2 separate regions of the Mus musculus genome follow, and region 2 is linked to region 1. Evidence: chromatin contacts called from public HiChIP or PLAC-seq data. All regions are on one chromosome and are shown on one strand. Each heading gives the region's core, a stretch centred on a gene start, on an enhancer-like site or on the middle of the called end of the contact. The rest is flanking DNA. Distances are from core to core; before and after follow the strand shown.

What was found. HiChIP or PLAC-seq counts read pairs in DNA pulled down with a chosen protein or histone mark.
Region 2: a contact with region 1 is called in an H3K4me3 HiChIP or PLAC-seq map of the SCID.adh cell line, with 8 read pairs. The contact joins two enhancer-like sites. A contact is called at or near these places in 2 of 484 Hi-C or Micro-C datasets (the HL-1 cell line and nephron progenitors) and 3 of 115 datasets of contacts at active chromatin or transcription factors (the SCID.adh cell line, astrocytes and vascular smooth muscle cells).

What each region holds. Positions count from the first base shown.
Region 1 is chr6:118,931,248-118,937,618 of GRCm38.p6, forward strand. The region is part of intron 3 of Cacna1c (calcium channel, voltage-dependent, L type, alpha 1C subunit); the gene reads right to left. Among named protein-coding and RNA genes, the nearest start is that of 4931430N09Rik, 54 kb to the left of the region's middle. Within about 2 kb of position 3,539, at least 29 of the 459 cell types and tissues checked have an H3K27ac peak or open chromatin away from gene starts, as enhancers often do. A contact at or near this core is called in the SCID.adh cell line, where this site is marked.
Region 2 is chr6:119,062,008-119,068,262 of GRCm38.p6, forward strand. All of the region lies in intron 1 of Cacna1c (calcium channel, voltage-dependent, L type, alpha 1C subunit), which reads right to left. Among named protein-coding and RNA genes, the nearest start is that of Cacna1c, 43 kb to the right of the region's middle. Within about 2 kb of position 3,149, at least 4 of the 459 cell types and tissues checked have an H3K27ac peak or open chromatin away from gene starts, as enhancers often do. A contact at or near this core is called in the SCID.adh cell line, where this site is marked.

The DNA of each region.
Region 1 (6,371 bases), core at 2,289-4,788:
ACAATTCTGTTGGGAGCCCCATCCTTCACAGAACTGCTCTCTGCCAAGTAAGTGTGTGCTTCCGGATGGACGCATCGACTCACCTGCCCTGGCCACAATGTCTTCTCACCACATCCCTCTCAGAATCCTAGACAGATGCCTAAGGGTTGTCCTGAGTAATCAGGAGAAGTACAGCAGGTGAGGTCTGGGTCACCATCTCTTCCCCATGCACTTGATCCAAGGTATTTACTGCACTGCTGAAGGTCTTACCAGAAGGAAAGCAGAGTGTATTACCTCTTGATTGGACTTGACCATTGCCATCATATAGGAGAATGAGACATCCAGTAGACACGGCCCATTGGCATGCCCATGAAGGAGAGGCTCACAGGCCACCAACATCCTCAGGAGCCCAACATCCTCATCTGAGGTAATCAGAGGTAAGCAGGTGCTGGAATGGGTCTCTTCAGAAATGTTGCTGCCCTGAAATTGCTCAGTAGTGCAGTTTGGCATCAAGCTACCCATGCCCCTGTAAGTAAGAACCCATTGCTAGACTTGGGTGGCATCATTTGCTATATTGGTGGCCTCAGTAGCTGGAACAAACAGGCAGGGAAAATCATGGTTCAATGGAAATCTTCAGGCCTGAGTTTCCACTCTGAGAATGTAGCCATCTGTAGCTTCCTTTGGCTCCTAAGATTCTGCTTGGCTAAGCATCCATTGGGGGTGAACCCCTCAAAGGAAGGTTTGTGATAAATGCCACCTCTGGAAACACTGGGCCCCTCCACCTACAGGGTCACTTCTCTTCTCTACACCGAGACTTCCCTGCAGCAAGTGGGCTTCCTTCTCATCTTGGCCTGATCATTAGAAAAGCAATAAACACAGTCAGAGACTGCCACCTTCTCAGAGAGTTATCCCAGGATACAGCAGTGCCGAGGCTGTCAGAGTCAGCCCCATGCTGCTCCATGGAACATGGCTTCTCATTAATACAGACAGAGGTGGCAGCACATCCTTGGTGAAAACCAGGGCTGTGTGGGGCTGTGCTGTGTGGTACTTTTTCCTCTGGGCATAATAAGATGCCATCTTGGATTTTGTCCTAGTAGTCATGGCAACTAGAGGAGAAAAATACAATTATATCCAGGTCTATAGTAATAGTGGGAACTACAGACACTCCCTGGTAGATGGAAGATGGAAAAGTCTCAAGACATGCACTTAAAATTCCAGCCTTTACCCACTCAAGCAGCGGCAAGTGGTCTGGAGAGACGCTAGTGTAATTCAGAGGTTGAAGGTTAATTGAAAGCAGGATGCTATAATTCAACTTCCATGAGGTCTTCATCTCGATGGGCTGGGACTCTGCCGTGATGTACTATTTGGGAGTCACCAGAGCTAACCCGTCACCTGTGATTTGCAAGAAAGCCCCATAAGCTCACTCTTCTCACCAAGCTAGCCTTGGTGGAATCAGACTTCGCCTGTTGCTGGTGCCCATCTGGGATGATGAGATGTTTGCTCTCACCTCCCCAGGAAAACTTGGCATGCCAGAACAGAGTGGGGGAGCTGCCTGTGGGGTGGACAGCAAGAAGGGGTGTCTGCAGAGGCAGCAAGAGAGGACCAGAGAAGGCTGAGAATGTGAAGGAGGACAAGCAGAGCAACACAATTCAGGTGGTAAGCTCACTATGGGAACGAGCCCTCCAGAAAGGTTGGCGGACAAGATCATTAGGTACGACGAGGAGTCATGGCAGAAAGACAGAAAGACAGTCAACAGACACACACAGCCTCACAGAAACCAAGGAAAGGCAAGAAAAGAAAGCCATGTGTTGCTGGGCTTTCGTTGAGCTGATGGCTGCGAGTTCACGGGACATGGATTACATACTCAGTGCACTGCAGCAACTAATTTCTAAGCAGATCAAAATAAATCAGAAAACAAAACCGCCCTGACAGCAGAGCAATGTGGAGATGTGTTAAGAGATAATTACAATCCTTTCTCCCATTTCACTACGTCTCTGCTGCCACGGGTGCCAGCGCTGAATCACAGTTGTCACTCCATCAAGAGGCCATGAACACTGGAGGAAGACTGCAGAGGGTGCCAGCCAAGCATGCCAGCATGCTGGTCTAGGGGGTCAGTCTACTGACAAGGATGTTCATCCCATCCCCAAATCTTAGAACTGCAGCCAGAAAGGGTACCTCATGCCAGCTAGGGGCCACTGTGCCAGGCAATTCTCCCCACCCCCATCTTCTGGGAATCTGTTGAGCATGGCCACTGTCACTCACTCTGCAAAGAAACTGGCTTCACGGCTTACAATAGTATATCCTAGAGTCAAATCGGTCTAGTTCTATGGGCTCCTAGTCAGGTGGCCTTGGGCAAGGTCCCAGAGTTATATAATCCTGTCTCCTTATCAAAGAGAAAATAGGCAAATATCAGTGGTGGACAGTCATCAGGAGCATTAGAATAATGTACAAACAGTATCTGTAACTGGTAGGGTTTACTGTTAGACATCATAGCTATTGTTACCCTTGCAAAGCTGAACTGAGAGGCCACCAACTTATGGATCCTTGAGACTACTGCCCAAGTGACAGATGAAGCATCCTGGGTGTCCTTGTTGAAACTTCTCAGACATGCTCCTGACTTCTGAACGGATGCCGCAGGTCCTCAGTTCATCAGGTTGGGGGGCAGCTTAGAATAGGGTCTATAGAATGATGACCCAGTGCCACGAAGAAGAAAGCTACATAGGAAGCAACTTAATACTTGGAGGTTGTTTGCTGCCTTGGTGGCCCCACCAGCATCCCATGTCTCCAGCAACCTGTGGGGATGCTTCCCCAAGACATTTCTTGAAGAAGCACAGGTCCTCAGTACCTGCCACTGAAGATCATTGAACTCTCCACCTGCTCCCTCCTGCAGATACTCCTCCTCTCCCTACCTGGAGGCTGAGAAACCAAAGGTCTTAGATGTTGAATAAATTACACTATGAAGTGGCTGCTCCGGGCTGACACTTCTCTTAGGAGATTTCCTTCTTAAGGAGTGTTCTTCCCCTGACATGATCTGTTGAGAGCAACATGGTAAACACATGTCCCTCTTCTGGTCCTGCTGGAAGAGGAAGGGATGGACAAAAGCACAGAGTCTGTCCTGAACATGGGGCCCAGCGCCTGGAGAGTGAGCAGTAAGCCACCAAGCAAGCATCTGGTTCTCACTCTGCCAGCAACCCCCACTCGCTGGCAATGCCAGTCTCTCAAGCATGCTAACGATGTCACCTGCTCTTCTTGAGTGGACTGGGACTTCCTGGTGGGGGAAGGGGAAGAACACCTGCAGATCTGCAGTTGACGACAAGAGACACCATGGCACCAGGATGAAAGGCCTTAGGAGATGAGGAGCCCTGCCTGATCCTGCAGATCCATGGCTCTCCTTAGCCCAAGGAAAGTCCAGCGATGTGCCAGCTGCCCCTGCTCCCACAGTCCTCAGCCTCGGGTCCTTCAGGACTATGACTTCCTGTATAAAGCCCTTCATCAGCCTTGAGTGTTCCTCCCTCATTTCCTCACGGTCTCTCCTATTCTCTCACCAGAGACTCAGGTCATGTGACAAGACCGCCAGCTGTGCCAATAAGCCAGCCTGAGGGCTTTCAAGGAGGTCACAGGCCCTGAGATCTCTGAGCACCGCAGAAGCTGATGGAGGGGGGGGAGAGGGGGTTAAGGTCCCTCACAATAGCGGGCAGTAAGTGGCTCTGTCTCTGCCCTCAGAAGGCTGTGGTCTCAGAGAACTAATGCCATGAAGACTTTTCTGAGGCCCGGATGATTTGTTCAGTATGTTTTGCAAGCACACAGGGAAAGCCTGAAAACAGAATAATTTGGAAGTGGGGAGCACTCCATCTCAGGATGCACTTTCTAGAGGGGTTTAGATTAAATCAACACAATCTTGCCAGCCTAGCACGCACTTGCCTCTTTTCCCCTCCTTGGTCTGTGGTCTATCAACATTGGTGTGGTCCCTCGATACTCTGGATTCTGTTTGAGCAATGAGAAGCTATACTGAACATGACACGCACTAATTTGGTGTTAAGTTCTGAACAACAACCAAAGTTTTCACCTTATGGTCCCTCCTTCTTATCCTGTTCTCATAAAATACCAGAAGCATGGTTTTCTGTCCTTGTGCCTTTGGACCTTGGGATGGTAATGATGTCCGTGCAAAATGGCACCTCCTGTCGTCTTTGCTTTCTTTATTCTCTGCAAAGATGCCCTTTGATTCCTCAGCTGCATAGATAATGCATCTTCTTGTGACACCAATTGGACACTAGATGCAGATGTTCAGTATGACGTTTAGCTAGGAGTCTAGGTAGGGAAGTACCGGGTGACTGACCATCTCCTAAAAAGACACCACATCTCAAAATATCTGCCCAACATCCTCTGTCCTAGAGGGCTGAGTGTGTTTCCAGATCCAGAAACCAGGCACTCAGAACTGCTCTCCCCGCAGTCAAAGCCAGGGACTTCACTGGCACGGGGCCACCAGCAGCCTACTGACTCCTAAGGTTCCCATGTGGATGGTAGCATGGGGCAGAGCTAGTCTAGCTGATTTGTTTCAGCCAGTCTGTACATGACATCCTGATCCCCACTGTTCCCTCCCTGATTTTTGGATTCACCCTCCACAGAATGTGTTTCTTGTATTGAAGTCATTTTTCTCATTGTTCACCCTTCCCTGTGTAGAGGTGGAGGCATTTTGCAACTGTTGGTGTTTCGATAAAGCCTAAGTGATTAGTCATATATCTATCGCCCTTGCTCAACACAGGAGCTTTCAGCACATGCCACCAGGACAGCCAAGAGAAGGCTAGGGCTGGAACACCTAGACCATTTATTTACAGGACCCTCAGATCTGCCTAGCTGAAGTTTGGCCAGAATACTCAGCACGAATGTGCAGTGTAAGATTGAGTGGGACAGCAAGGACCATTCCGTTCTTTCCCTTGCCTCTTCCGGAACTAAATCATCTTTAGCAGATGGTGTTTCTATCCACAATCTCCCTGGGAAACCTCCTCACTGCCTAGCAACCTCCAGCCCTGGAAGTCCTCACTGCAGCCTTCCCTAGCTGCCCACAACTCTACTGGCCCACTACCCAGGACACTCACAGGAAGAGAGGCCATGGTGGAACCCTCCCAAGACAACAGACTCCATGAGTGTTCCCTTGATAATCCCCCTTCAAACACAAGGTCTCCTACATTCCCCAGACTGCCCAGGGGCATCTTCTATGCAGCCACTCAAAGTGTAGGATAGGAAGCCACACATCCTCTGGAACCAAGGCTGCTGGGGCCACCTATGAGAGGATCAGCATCAATCAAGAGCTCTGAGCTTTGATCCTAGGAATATGAACCCTGCCAGAACCCCAGGCTTCTCAGCCTGCTTTTGGCTCTGCCTCTGTTCACCCCAGCCATATCCTTGAAAGCTGACTCTTCAGAGGAAGCAAGTCAACCCCTTCCCAGCATCTCCCTCTCCAGAAACCATATGATTGAGAAATTTTGGAGCATATCAAGGTTCAGTGACAGAGGAAAACAAACGGGTCCTTAGAAAACACATACGCTGTTCAAAAATGGAGGCCCATATCGTTACCATTCCAGCAGAGACCCAAAGATCCTAAAAACCTGCTCCTTTTTACCCATCAATGATGTGAGAGGGCACAAACCTCCTATCTTTAAAAAACCCTCTCATCACTTTACATGCAATAAACCTGAACCGTGTCAGATATATGGCAGTGATCTGAGACCAAAGGAATAGTCTGCCAGAGAAGCAGGGCAGCCATAGGATGAGATTTCCTCCTGGTCACAAAGTAGGCAGTGCTCTTAAACAAGTCACACTGCAAGAATCCCAAAGTTAGAGACATTCTCGCCCCCTTCTCCTTCCTCCCTCTCCTACTCCTCCTCCTCAGTGGGAGAGGGAAAACGGGCTCCAAGCATTCTCTACAGACCCTGGACAAAAGAGTTCCAGGACAATGGGTGTCCCCTTTTATGGTTTAGTTTCTTCCCCTGGACTTAGCCTCAAGCCCAGACCAGAGCTAAACATTCATTCTGGTTCCTTCCCCCAACCCCCAGACTAAGTCTCAGTTTCTCATCTGTACAATGGGCAATGCAATGCTGTCTGTGGGCTGTGTTGAAGGAGTTACACTATTCAACTTATGGGTTTATTGAGACAGCAAGTATCAGCCCTGCCAAGGATAGGGATCAGATATACAGGTTGAGCATCTGTAATACAAACTCTGGAGACCTGAGATGGCCCAAAAGCCAAAAGGGTTTTGAGAACCACCATGAGGCCACAAGCAGAAAGTTCCATTTCTGAACTCTAGCTGGTCACAGATACACTACAGGTGCACTAAAATGACTGCAAGCTTCTTCAGCTCTGTGCTTTTACATGTGTGCATCACACACACACAC
Region 2 (6,255 bases), core at 1,899-4,398, 130 kb after region 1:
GGATAGAACCAAAAACACCTAGGAAAAAAAAAGAAGTAAAGAAATGATTTTGCCTGGAATAATCACCACCACAGAGGCTCCACTCAGCGACTGATCGTAACAGATGCAGAGACCCAGAGTCAAACATTAGGCAGAGCTCAGCGAATCCTATGGAAGAAGGGAGGGAGGATTGTAGGAGCTAAAAGGGACAAGGACACCACAAGAAAACCCACAGAATCAGCAAACTGGACTCACAGGGGCTCACTGAGTCTGAACCAACAAGCAGGCCACCTGTTTGTGTCTGACCTCAGCCCTCTGTAGATATGCTGTTCTTGTGTGGTTTAGTGTTTCTGTAGAACTCCCAACAGTGGGAGTGGGGGTGGGGAGCTGTCTCTGATGCCTTTGCTTGCTTTTGAGACGCTTTTCCTCCCACTGGGTTGCCTCATCCAGCCTTACTATGAGGGAAGTGCCCAGTCTTATTACAACTTGAGATGCCATAATTGATTGAGATCCCTGGGTGGCCTGGCCTTTTCTAAAAGGAAATGGGGGAGGAGTGGATGGGAAGGGGAAGGTGAGAAGGGTGTGTCCAGGAGGAGAAGAGGGGGGAAAACTGTGGTCAAGATGCAATATATGCAAGAATAAATTAATTAGAAATATAAAAAAAATATCTGTCTATCCAAGGACACAGAACCTAACCAGTAGGATCCAGTATTCTTGCCACCTCCCTCCTCCACACTACCCTTAGGTAAAGATGCTCAGCTCCCTGGGCAACATAAAGGGATCTCTAATGAGCCACAGACATGGAAAAGATATGGACTTCAACATCATAGCCTCCTCCTGTGGTCATGTGACTTCTGCCAGAAATAGAGCTGGTGACTCCTGAAGAATGCCTAAGTGACTGGCAGATCAGAAGGCAGCTTGCCCCAGGAAGGAGAAGGCTGCAATGGCTGTCCTGCTGCAGTCCTTGTCACTCAAGTCCCTAAGTGCACAGCAATGGCCTCCTTTTGGGTCAGGGGTCACCAAAAACCTTTGCAGCCATCTACCTGTATTCTGCATCTATCAAGCCCTCATGGGTGACAAGGGACCCATAGAAGTGTAGTGAAATTGAAGGTGTCCTGGCCTGAGCCAGCGCACACCTGGTGACTGGAAAGCAAGAGGACCTTGTTGTCTCCTGGTCTTGAGCCAGCCAAGACTATCTGTCAACAGCTTAGAGGATCATATCCACAGATGAATCCAGCAGGCCTTACAGGGTCACCCTGTGGCATGGAGTGACAGGCAGACACTGGCATGGATGCTCTTCCAGCTTCTTCCTACTGCCTTCCTACCAGAGACAAAGACCTCAGTCTCAGTTGTCCGAAAGCCAGAATTCCTAATGCACCTTTAAGACTGCACAACTAAGACCCAAAACAAAACAAAACAAAACAAAACCAGACAGGGCAGGAATCTGCTCACTGGTACAGTGCTTCCAGGCCCTGCCAACAGTTTCCTAACCCCAGGGGCATTGGAGGCTGTGACGTCCCCAGCTTCCTACCAAATGCAGATCCCTTGACCTGTTCTGCAACGCTCTTCAGATGTCATTCCTACAAGACACCTATGGCCTCCTGCCCCAACTCTTCCAGCTAACGTCCTTCCATTCCTGTATCCTGTATCCTTTCTTCCTAAAGTCACCACAGCTGCTCAAGACACATCGGCTTACAGCATCGTGCTATGCACTACAGCTCTGTTGTTGTTATTTGGGTTTGGATTTTTGTTTTCTGAGACAGAGACTCACTCTACAGACCTGGATGAGCCTCAAACTCACTCGATAGCCCAAGATGATCTCAAACAAAAGGCCATTCTCCTGTCCGGGCTGCCCAGATGCTGGGATTACAGGCATGAGCCACTACTCCCCATCCCAATCATCACATTTACAGTAGTGAAAATGGGATGTCATTTTGAACTATCCAATATAGTGGCTGTCCGTCAAATGTGTCTGTAGAGCACATGAAACGTCTCTGGGACAATGGAGGAAGCACATTTTAATTTCTATTTCATTTCAATTAATCTCCATCTAAATAGACACAGAGTATCACATTGGGCGGTACTACTGTGCACTCAGAGCAGAGCACACGGTGAAGCCTGGGGTATGAGGAAAGAAAGAGAATAAGGAAGCACTTGGTTTCTAAGCAGGGAAGGGGAGCGACCAAGAATGGGTCTGGATGTGATAGACGGGCGGCTTTTCTTGAACTAACCACTGCCTGCAAAAAGACCTACCAAAGCGTAAGGATTCTCAGCTCTGATAGACAGTGAGGCCACGGCTATCTTTACCTGTCTGACACTCAAAAAACTAAGTGTGGAACAATTCTCCTCAATGGGCTGATAGAAACCTGATATTGTCCCTCAGGCTGGGAGGGGCGGTCGACATGAAAGCTTTCTCCCTTGAGTGTGTCTGCCGTGGAGCAGAGCAACTGAGCTGCTTGAACACAGTCCAGCAGCGTTCCAGCTCTTCCTCACCTTTCCAGAACAGAAGGGATGCGAAGAGCAGTCCCGTGCCCAGAGCTGTCGCATCTGTTCCACCAATAAGGGGCAGCGAGGGGCAAGGACATCTGCAGCATCTCACCAACTCAGCAGATCAGCTGCTGCCTTAAATAGCGCACCTTCCTCTGATGACCCACCAAAGGCAAGGGGACAGGCAGGTAGAGAACCCAAGCCTCTCCACGGCCACAGTAACCAGAAGGTGGCCCTGCTGACAGCACCCGCACCTTCTCAGACCAGCACGGAAACCTCTTCTCTGCAGTGTGGCAAGTCAAGAAGGTGACAGAGGAAAAGGAACCTCCATAGAGAGAGAGTCCTACTGAGGAAAGAGCCATCTGCTCCAGACTAAGGTTAACCTTCCCCACTAGACACTAATCATAGTGCTACGTTATCTTTGGTGGCCAGCATCGGCAGGCATAAAAGGAGGAAAACTCTTGCATGCATGCAGCTAAATCACGGCTCCCATCACTGAGGGCAAACCATGATGATGGTAAACTACCCCTCCACGTCTTCTTCCCCAGCATGGAGGCAAGGGAGGCACCATTTCTGCTGTTCACAACACCACTTGCTGACAGCACCCATAAATTCAGTGAGCTCAGAGTGAGCCTACTGAAAGTCAACATTGCAGACTCTCTCGTTAAGCGATGTAATTGGCTCTGACCGGGGGCAAACATCATGCTGGACAAACAGGAAGTCCTTGGGGTAACTAGTACCTGGGGACAGTGTCACAGCAGCTTGGCAAAACCCTGACAGAATACCTGAGAGTTCACACTTTCACTTTGTTTGTTTGTTTGGTTGGTTGGTTGTTTTGCATTTCCCAAATGTCATACATTGATTCTTCGGTGAGGAAGGACAAGTCTGATTTTGTTTTATAAATTACAGATATCACCAAAATTACCACAGCCAAACTAGTGCCCAACTCCTGTCCCACTGCTGAAAGTTCCTCTAGAGGGGGCCTAGCCTGCCTAGCAAGTATCTGCCTGCTATCACAGAAAGGAGCAGGGATTCCCATCTTCATGAACTCCTGGTGACTTTGTGCTGCCTGAAGCCAAGGCTCTCGACAAAGGCCACACACAGATAGGCATTTGCAGCAGTGACTCTACAGAATAAAACTATGTGGCCTGAAGGTGAACAAGATAGAAAGGTGGCTGAAAACAGGCTTTAGTGGTACACGTACTGTGTCTGTTGTACGTTCCCTATCTGGGGTGAGTAGCTGTACGTGTGGCATCTCCCCAGGGAAAGTTTTGTCACACAACATACACCCAGGCTCCTGAGTCTATAAAGTACCAAATAAATAGACATTTCTCTGGGCCTCAGTCAATTGCTCTGAAAAATAGAATTAGCAACGCATTCTTTGCAGGATGAACAAGAATACTTAATGAGATTGCATGTCTGGAAGTTCTACCCATAGAGCAATAGCTATTAATAAGAACTGCTCCAGATCCCCACACAGAGTGCCTCGGGACACAAAGGAAGACTACCTTCTTTCAATGAAGAGACATGAATATGAAAAGTGTGTTATTATTTTAAATATTCTCCTTATGCACATTCTTCCGTTTATGTAGCCATATCTTCAAGTTGATGCATTCCATATGCCCAGATCAAGTGTCAGTTCCTGAGAGGAAACTGCAAATACAGAGACATCCCACAAAATGTTGCCCCCATTCCAAGGAATCCATCAAGAAAAGGCTCTGAAATTGTCCCACTATTGGGGTTGCATGGCAGAGAGGAGGGGTGCTACCCCTCAGAGTCACACACTGAAAAAACAATATAAGTACAGAAACAGAGTCACGAAGGCCTATAGTCTTACACCTGGATGCCTCTCATCCTCACCAAGGTAGAAGAAAACACCATTTCCTTATTCCTTCATATTCCCGGACATTTAATAATGCTATGTGAAAAGTATAACATTTATTTCACTTACAATGGGGATTATGCCTATTTGTCTTGTTAACTCCCCAAAGCCCCTACCAACAGGCAAACAACAAGGCAGAAGGCAACCAAAGCAACAGCAAGAAAGCCACAGGCAAAATAAGCTCCATATCGATATACAGCTGTCTAGGCCCAGACTTGCCCCACATTTGGTGGACTCTTTCCAATGCAGAAGTAGCCTGAGATTGCATCCAGCTACTCTGCTCACTGCCTCCTATTAGCTTGTGCATAGGGCCACACGACCTTCTGAAAGCTACACATGAGAACCAAGTGCAACCAAGGGGCATTCATCTGAGAAGGGTAGCGAGGAAGACCCTGGGAGGTCTCTTTCTCTTCCCTCTCATTCTGTCCATCCCAGCCTCATCACAGTTACATGGAAGTCCACAAAGCCAGAGAGGCAGCGCCACAACCAGTATTTCTACGATTAACACTAGAAGGTAGCAAGTGTTGGTAACAATACAAAAGAGCAGAAGGAAGCCTCGCGCACGTCTTGTCAGCAGTGTGGCATGGTACAAGCCACCGTGCAAAGCAGGATGACAGTTCCTCAAAAATTAAATATTTGACTACTACATGACCCAGCAATTCCACTAGTGGGCGTAGAGTCAAAATTATTAAAAATTAAGAGGCCCAACAGGTGTTTGCACACCAAGGTTCACAGCAGCGTTTCTCACAAGAGACGGAAGACGGGAGCAACACAAGTGTTCACCAATGGATCAACAGGTTAGCAAAGTCAAAGTGTGTTCCACATTGGAATATTCCTCAGCCCTAAGGAGAAAGGGTATTCTGACACATGTTCCAACAAGAAGGAAAACATTATGATACGTGAAACAAGGCAGATATAACAGGATTTCATTACTGGGGGTTATTCAGCCTACACTCTAAATCGAACTGTCTCCATCTTCATCAGATCTGATTTTAGGGAGAGGCTATGGCAAATAGCCTGGGGACAACAAATGTGACGGCATCCATCCATCTGTGCAGCTTTGGGAAAGCCATCACCCATGCTGGGCAGACTCTCCAGTTGCTTTTGAGACCATCAAAGCTCCTGTTAGTAGCCTTCACCAACACTCTGGAGTAGCCCAATAGCACATATAACTCAATAAGGAGGTAGACTTTGTGGTCTAAGACACCCAAGGGTCCTTCCAGCAGGAATAACAAGAGAGTATAAACCAGTACTGAAGGGACCCCACGCCCTCCACAAACACTTCCAGGAAGCAATGACGCAGGCCCAGAGAAGGATTCAAAGAATCTTGATTATAAATTACTTTCAAATATCAAATAAATCATACATGCGGATGCACAAACAGGCCTTCACAACTGAGTCAAACCAGACACCTGCCTAAATACATCGCAAGTGCCATTCAATACCAGATGTCAGAGCCTCGGCTTAAGTCTTGCCCAATACCATCTGCAGGGTAGACCACAGTACAACCACTCTTCCACTCTGGCACCTCTCCTGGAGCTGGCCCGCACTGAGACCAGACAGAGGTGACTGATGAGGGAATGCCTTTTCAGTTCTACAAGCTGACAAATGTAAGGCAGGAGACACGGCATCAGTGCCTTTGCTGACAGGACACTGAGGCAGAGAGACACCTATGGCCCTGTCCAAGGAGACCCAGGCTAGGTTTGACTGATCTGCCTCCAATCCTCCAACTTCTCTGGCATCGTAAGCCCATGCTGGCGATCCCATGTACAGATATACCCTGAGTTCTCTCCACCTGTATCTCTCCCATCCTTCCTGTGCTCCCAGCTGTCCAATTTCTCTGATACTTTTTATATCTGGGGTCCCTCTATTCTAACATTCCCTTTTCATCTAGGGCAGAGGAAGTA